Linked DNA regions of Sus scrofa: region 1 is linked to region 2. The links are chromatin contacts, called in public HiChIP or PLAC-seq maps. All regions are on one chromosome and are shown on one strand. The core of a region is the stretch at or near the end of the contact, and the rest is flanking DNA. Distances in the headings are between cores, read along the strand shown.

Region 1 (4,067 bases), core at 1,272-3,771, 280 kb before region 2:
TTAGAGGAAAACATAGGCCAAACACTCTCTGACATAAACGACGGCAACATCTTCTCAGATCCACCTATCAGAGTATTGACAACAAAAACAAAAATAAACAAATGGGACCTACTCAAACTTCAAAGTTTCTGCACAGCAAAGGAAACCCTAAACAACACAAAAAGACAACTCACAGAATGGGAGAAAATCTTTGCAAGTGAATTGACTGACAAGGGATTAATCTCCAAAATTCATAAACACCTTGTACCACTCAATACCAAAAGAACAAACAACTCCATCAAAAAATGAGCAGAAGATCTAAACAGACAATTCTCCAAAGAAAACATATGAATGGCAAAAAAATACATGAAAATATGTTCAACATCACTCATTCTTAGAGAAATGCAAATCAAAACCACTATGAGGTACCATCTTACACCAGCCAGAATGGCCATCATCAAAAAGTCTGCAAACAGTAAGTGCTGGAGAGGGTGTGGAGAAAAGGAACCCTAATACACTGTTGGTGGGATTGTAAATTGGTGCAACCACTGTGGAAAATAGTATGGAGATTCCTCAGAAAACTAAACATAGAATTACCATTCGATCCAGCAATCCCACTCCTGGGCATCTATCCAGAGAAAACCATGACTCAAAAAGACACATGTACTCCAGTGTTCATTGCAGCACTATTTTCAATAGCCAAGACATGGAAACAACCTAAATGTCCATTGACAGAGGAGTGGATAAAGAAGATGTGGTACATATATACACAATGGAATATTACTCAGCCATTAAAAGGAACGAAATAACAGCATTTTTAGCAACATGGATGGACCTAGAAATTATCATGCTAAGTAAAGTCAGTCAGACAATGAGACACCAACATCAAATGCTATCACTTACATGTGGAATCTGAAAAAAGCATACAATGAACCTCTTTGTAGAACAGATGCTGACTCACAGACTTTGAAAATCTTAGTTTCCAAAGGAGACAGGTTGGAGGTGGGGTGGGGAGATGCCCTGGGGGTGTTGGATGGAAATCCTATAAAATTGGATTGTGATGATCATTGTACAACTATAAATGTAGTAAATTCATTGAGTAATAAAAAATTTTTAATAAATTTTCTTGATTATAAATTTTTTTTACATTTTAATGTTTTTGAAAACAATATCATATAGCCAGTGTATATATTTAATATCATTTATCCCTAAAAATAAATATATCAGTGTTTCATCTCAAAATCAAAAGGTCTTAAAAATAAACACATTCTTTGAAATATAAACTATTGAAAATCTAGTCTGAATAGGCTCAGTAAGTATGTCATCTGGGAAATATGAGTGAGGATGAGAAGGTTTATCACATACTGAAATTTTGAGAAAAGTTTTCTTGGACAGAAAAATGGCAAAGATCACATACTGCACACAGCACACCCAATCTTTTAGGTGAACCTCTTAGAGCAGATGTTGTCATATGCACTTTTAGACACAATAACTAGAAGTGTCACTAGATGGCACTATAATCCTTGGTACTGTAGTAACTTCTTCATGAAGTTGAGTCAAAAATCATGAATAAAAATATGCAGAAAGCATCAGTCCCCAAAATGCTGTAACTTTGTCAGTATTGTTTCCTAAAGGGGAAGAATGGATGATAAAATCTATTACAGTGAAATTCATACTATTTTTGAACCCCAAAATGCAGGGAACAATCTCTAAGTCTTCTTTTTACAATGCTGCATTCATCCATTCATTCATTTACAATTATTGAGTGTTTTGATAGTGTCAGGAAAGTTCTCAGGCCAGGGATCGAACCAGCACCACAGCAGTGCTATTTTTGAGATGAAAAGACAAGCATAGAGGGAATTCTTGTTGTGGCACAGCTGAACCAATCCAACTAGTATCCATGAGGACATGGGTTCCATCCCTGGCCTTGCTCAGTGAATCAAGGATCCATCATTGCCTGAGCTGTGATGTAGGTCACAGACGTGGCTCCTGATCCCATGTTGCTGTCACTGCGGTATAGGCTGGCAACTGTAGCTCCGATTAGACCCCTAGCCTGGAAACTCCCATATGCCACGGGTGTTGCCCTGGGGGCAAGGGTGGAGGCACAGAGCCAGTGGATGTGTATGAAAACATTTTGTAAAATCACACTCTCTATATGAATGCTAGTACTACCTCAGGACTGTTGAGAACTATTTCTAGCAGTGGTTGCATTTACACAATAAACCAGTAAGTCACACAGCCTAAGCTAAGTAAGATCAGCCTAAACACAAATGACCATGAGACTGTTTTTAGCGCAGCTGTTGCCCGCCTTGTCTACCTCTTGGAAATACCATCAGAATCAAAATGAAGTAGACAGATCCGAGGTGTTTTGGCAGAGGATACCAGAAGTAGCCTGGCGGATGTTTGAGTGGGTGTGTTTCAGTACAAAAATGTGTTTCAGCGCATCCTGCGGGAAGCCATCCTAATCTTTTACCAGCCCCACTTCTCCCGCCGTTGGTTTTTGCTCCCGGTGCACAGTACTTCCTTTCAGCCGCTTGTTCTGAATGAGCACAATGACGATGCATTTTTCCTGCCAGACATTGCCAACCAGCACAGCAAAAGTAAATCTGAATGCTTGATTCACTTTTTGTAATCATCGGAGTATAAATTGACAGTGACTCACTTAGGAGGTTGTGCTTGTTGTACTTTGCTCAAGTTCCCCTTTTATGTGTGATCTTTTTATTCAGTGATTATTTCCGGAAGTGGATATTTGTCCGCGTGTTGCGGGTGATACAGAGATTCTGAATCCACTCTCCAGCCCTGGATGGTGCAAGTCGTAAAGGTTAGGTTTCTCCTGTCACCAGAATCCCAAGCATGGCTGTGTCCATCCGTGTCTGTGCCAGGGCTACCATGGCTGATGTCCCAGCAGCTCACTGAAGAGGTCACACATGGTTTCTGAGAAATGCCTGCTCTGACATGATACTCACTAGCATCTCAGCGCTACCATCGTTTGCCTTCCTGGCAGCCAGTCACATGGCTGAGAACACAAGTAAACACATGAAAAAGAAAAACCTCCATATTAAGAGTTATATGGAAAATATTCAAGATTTCCTGCTTATTTTAGAGGCAGTTAAAGAAATCCAGTGTGTTATCCATGTCAGGTCCCTACCCACTTATAAACAGTTGAGAGGAGGGTCCACTTGTTGAAAGGTGTCTTGAGAGAGAAGCTTCCACTTCTCAGACTGGAAGACTAAGGCCCTCATCTCCCAAGTCTCCCTGAGGTACCTCAGCCGGTGGGGCAGCAGCAGCCTCCCACTCCAGGCTCTTTCTAGCCTCCACTGGGTCCTTCTCACCTGGCTGATCAGACAGTAGCCTTGGCTGCTCTACCCAACTCAAGAGCTTTTTCCTTTGTCTTAAAATTGCCCTTGTGGAGTTCCCGGGTGGCTCAGTACGTTAAGGACCTGGCATTGTTACTGCTATGGCTCTGGTGCTGTGGTGTGGGTTCGATCCCTGGCCTAGGATGTTCCCCATGCCATGGGCATAGCCAAAAATTTTTTAAATAAAAAAATAGGAGTTCCCGTCGTGGCGCAGTGGTTAACGAATCCGACTAGGAACCATGAAGTTGCGGGTTCAGTCCCTGCCCTTGCTCAGTGGGTTGACGATCCGGCGTTGCCGTGAGCTGTGGTGTAGGTTGCAGACGCGGCTCGGATCCCGCGTTGCTGTGGCTCTGGCGTAGGCTGGTGGCTACAGCTCCGATTCGACACCTAGCCTGGGAACCTCCATATGCCGTGGGAGCGGCCCAAGAAATAGCAAAAAGACAAAAAATAAATAAATAAATAAATAAATAAAATAAAATAAAAACATAAAAATAAAATTGCCCTTGAATTCAGCTCCCTCTCTCTTCTCCCCACATAGTGTTTTTACATCTCGGGTGCCCACACCTTGAATGTAAAAACAAAGAGACAAGCATCTGTAAACAGGGAACCATGTCTACACTCATGGAAACAAACAGTAGTCTCAGAAAACAACTAGGATGGCAGATTTCAATCAGTGACTCAGAAACTTCTCAAGCAAGAAATATGTGTACCCCAGACTTGCTCTACCCTCAT
Region 2 (4,197 bases), core at 1,312-3,811:
TCTCAGGGCTCCTTCTCTGCCATTTCTGGAGGGTCCTGGGTTTTGGAAGCTCTTTGGTAAATTCTCAGCTCAGTGCTCATCCTTCCCAGAGACATTATTATTTCCTAGCACAATTTCACCAAAATATAAGAAGTCTCTGCAAGATATATCTGAGAACACTGACTGCTCACTAGGGTTGGTCCGATGTCCAGGTTGGCCCTGAAGGCAGGGGGCCTGGGTTTCTCTGCAGAAACAACTCTCCGGAGTCTCAATTTCAGTATCTGCAATGTTCGGATTTTGGTCCCTGACCCACTGTCACCTTTCATCCTGGTAGAACCCGAGGAATTCTTTCCCGGAAGGCAGCCCTTCCTGTCTCTGTTGCTCTCTGACTTGAAGGTCTGTCAAGGTGTTTTGTTCTGATTCCCAATAGTGAACACATTGAGTCTTCATCCCAAATGTATTACTAGAAATAGGTCTGTCAGCTATCTATTCGCTAAAGGATCTACCAGTCTAACCTGATGCATGAGTATATGGCTTTGCTCAATAAATCAAAAGACTTGTTGACAAGGACTAAATTCTTCTATGGAAGGAATGACATCAATACATTTGGCATATTTTTTAAATGTTAAATTCATTTGAGGATGTGATGGACTTAATATTTGTTTTGCACCCCCCCCAATCCCCTGCCAAATTCTTATGTTGAAATCTCAACCAGCAAAGTATCAAGAGATAGATCTTAGGGGGTGAATAGGTCATGAGGGAGGGGCCCTTATGAATGGGATTAGTGCCCTTATGAAGAAGACTCTAGAGAGTCCCTGCCCTCTTCCATGGGTGAGGACACAGCAGTCTGCAACCCAGACACTGAAGCTGCCTTGATCTTGGACTTTCAGCCTTCAGAACTGTGAGAGAGAAATTTCTGCTGTTTAAACCACCTGGTCTATGGTAATTTGTTAGAGGTACCCAAACAGAGGCATTTTTGGAAACATTGCATGTCATACATATTATGGAGAAAAAGAATTTCTTCAGTAAAAGTATCTCGGTCCTCCACACACGTGGAAGGTGGAATCAGCACTTTATAACCAAAAGTAGCGGTTTTTATAGATTTACCAGACAGACACGAAGCTGCAGGTGTTGTGAATTTTGAAAAATGGGAACAAAGATTCAGTCACGTTTTTTCCTTATTTTTACCTATTCTCAAGGAGTCCTTCCATTGCTGGGTGTGAGGCCTTGAGGCCAGAGGAAACATCACCTTGGGTGTGACAACAGTCCTAAGGGCTCTGCTCCATGGGGACTGTGGCTGATGACCATTATCATGAAAAAATAAGACACTTTAAAAGTATCGAGTGGTGACTGTTTTGTAATGTATAGAACTACTGAATCACTCTGTTGTGCACCAGGAACAAACATTGTGTGGCAGGTCAATTACACTTCAGAAACCAACAAACAAGCTGGTAGAAAAGGATGATCAGATTTGTGCTTACCCGAGGCAGGGGGGTGGAGGGACAGACAGTAGGAGGTGGGGGGAGGGGGACTGGATGAAGTAATCAAAAGGTACTGGAGTTCCACCGTGGCGCAGAAGGTTAAGAATCCGACTGCAGCAGCTGGGGTCTCTGTGGAAGCAAGGGTTCAATCTCCTGCCTGGCTGGCCCAGTGTCATGAACATCCATCATCTCACAGAATTAGAAAATAAAAGAAAAAAAAATTTTCCCTTGCGATGAGAACTCCTGGGGTTTACTCTTAACAATTTTCATCTATAACACACAGCAGTGTTAATTGTATTTATCATGTTAGATATTATATCTCTAGTACTTATTATTATTATTATTATTTTGTCTTTTTGCTATTTCTTGGGCCCCTCCTGCAGCATATGGAGGTTCCCAGGCTAGGGGTCCAATCGGAGCTGTAGCCACGGCCACACAAGCCACAGCAACCTGGATCGAGGTCTATACAAGTCTGCCGGATCTTCCTGAGCAGCCCCCCGCACCTATGGAGCGATTCGCCAGGCTGACGGGATCCATCAGCTTGCCCTGCCACCCAGGAGCCCAGCAGTGGGGCCAAGCGCGCTGCAACCTACACCACAGCTCACGGCAACGCTGGATCTTAACCCACTGAGCAAGGGCAGGGATCGAACCGGCAACCTCATGGTTCCTAGTTGGATTCATTAACCACTGCGCCATGACAGGAACTCCCCTTAGTACTTATTTATCTTATAACTAGAAGTTTGTACTTTTTTTCCCCACTGCCTATGGAAATTCCCTGGATCGAATCCGAGCCACACCTACAGCAACATTGGGTTCTTAACCTACTGCACCACAGCGGGAACTCCAGTTCCCATTTTTAAAGACATGGAAGCTTTCCAAAGAAGCCAGAATTCTTTCTCTCATATAGGCTTTCAAAAGAATTTGACATCATTTTGAAATTTCAGATTGTCACCCACCTACAAGGGATAAACAAATGGCCTTTGAGGCAAGACTCTTCACAGAACACAGCAGTTAGCAGTTGCCAAGGCCTGTCCTTAGCCTCCAGTGTTGCAGACTCCCTGCCTCAGAGTAGCTGCCCACCAGGGGTCAGAGCACGGCTGACTCGGGTGTGACTCAGCTCTTCTGCAACTTTCCTTCTCTTCTTGCCTGGATAGTCTGCTATGTCAGTCCTACTTGTAGAAACACGGCACCCCTTCCTGTTCTCTCTGTTCCCATTTCAAGAAGGAAAAATCCATTTTCAGAGGAATATTTAGATGATACTGTCACAGAATTCTTTGTGTGTGTGTGTGTCTCTTTTTAGGGCTGCATGGGCTGCATATGGAGGTTCCCAGGCTAGGGGTCAAATCCGAGCTGTAACCTCTGGTCTATACCACAGCCACGCCAGATCCGACCTATGTCTGCAACCACAGCTCATGGCAATGCCAGATCCTTAACCCACTGAGCGAGGCCAGGGATTGAACCTGTGTCCTCATGGATACTAGTCAGATTCGTTTCTGCTGAGCCACAACGGGAACTCCATGGAATTCTTGCCATTGCCCCAACTTGCTCTCCTACCCAGTTTGCTGTCTGGATGTTTGCTCTTGACGCCAATTCTCTGGGGTTATCAAAATAAAATAAGAGTCCAGAATTCATCAGTGTTATCAACAAAGCTTTGCAAGGCTTTCTTTCAAATCTAAAATTTTTCCCCGTACAAATATTTTTTTCATCATTACAAAATAAAGTACGGATGTGCATTCTGTCTTTAAAATGAGAAAGGGCCATTCACTTTTAACCTTACCATTCACGTGTTACAGTAGCTTTTTTCTTTCTGCTGATTTTAAAAGCTTACTGGAAGCTGCAAAATGCTGAAGGGGGCACCCCTGCTTCAGAAAAAGAAACCGAACAAAACTGCATGAAAAAATCCTCCAGAAGAAGTAGCATATGGAATCTTTGGTGATTTCCTCTTATGACTTGGGCAATTGTCTTTGCTTAAAAAGAAAGAAAAGAAAAACCTACCTAAACCATTAATGCCATTTTCAGAGTTCTAGGATAACCGAGAACAGAATCATTTTTAAAGAAAAGGAAATAGATTTCATTTCTGGCAGTGGATTCCCTCTTGCCGTAGAAGCTGCCTTGAGTTCATTCCGCTGATAGAAAATAGCAAGTACAGAGCGCAGCATTCACAAGGACCACCATCTGAGGTTTGATTTGAATCGAGATAGATAGACTGTCCAACATACATCCCACAGAGCATGCTTGTCAAAAAATCTCGCATTCCAGATGCACGGACAACGCATGCGCGGAACACTACCCCCGCTACGCCCTGCCCCGCCCCCATGGCACAGTTGAGGGGCGGAGCCCGGGCACACATGTTGTAACACAGTTACCACACAGCATGCTCCCAAGCCTTCAAAGCTGCTACAGCCCCCAGCCAATAAGCTGCCAAAGAGATGCTCAAGCAGCAGTTGAAGTAGGCCTGACTTCTGGTACCCATCAGCCACTCCCTGTGAGCCCCAGGGATTCACAGGAGGCCAAGTGATGAAGAGGCGACCGGAAAAAGTCCAGGACACTCATGCTGCTTTCTGCCCTTATTTTTCCTTACTCTCCTTTTCAGGATATGGTTACCCAGGAGTAACCATAGTTACTAGAAAAATGGAGAACCCAGCGATGGTTCTAGCAGGAAAATAGTTTTTAAACTTATCTAATGTTCTCTTGGCTCTCTGGCTTTCGAACAAAATTTATTTTGTTTTTTCCACCC

The links. HiChIP or PLAC-seq counts read pairs in DNA pulled down with a chosen protein or histone mark.
Region 1: an H3K27ac HiChIP or PLAC-seq map of alveolar macrophages shows a contact between it and region 2. The contact joins two enhancer-like sites. A contact is called at or near these places in 13 of 47 Hi-C or Micro-C datasets (brain, embryonic fibroblasts, epiblast stem cells and 5 more) and 1 of 2 datasets of contacts at active chromatin or transcription factors (alveolar macrophages).

Annotation. Positions count from the first base shown.
Region 1 is chr6:103,377,670-103,381,736 of Sscrofa11.1, reverse strand. No RefSeq gene overlaps it. Among named protein-coding and RNA genes, the nearest start is that of MRLC2, 29 kb to the left of the region's middle. Within about 2 kb of position 2,521, at least 14 of the 83 cell types and tissues checked have an H3K27ac peak or open chromatin away from gene starts, as enhancers often do. A contact at or near this core is called in alveolar macrophages and embryonic fibroblasts, where this site is marked.
Region 2 is chr6:103,092,980-103,097,176 of Sscrofa11.1, reverse strand. All of the region lies in intron 7 of DLGAP1 (disks large-associated protein 1), which reads right to left. Among named protein-coding and RNA genes, the nearest start is that of TGIF1, 140 kb to the left of the region's middle. Within about 2 kb of position 2,561, at least 9 of the 83 cell types and tissues checked have an H3K27ac peak or open chromatin away from gene starts, as enhancers often do. A contact at or near this core is called in alveolar macrophages and embryonic fibroblasts, where this site is marked.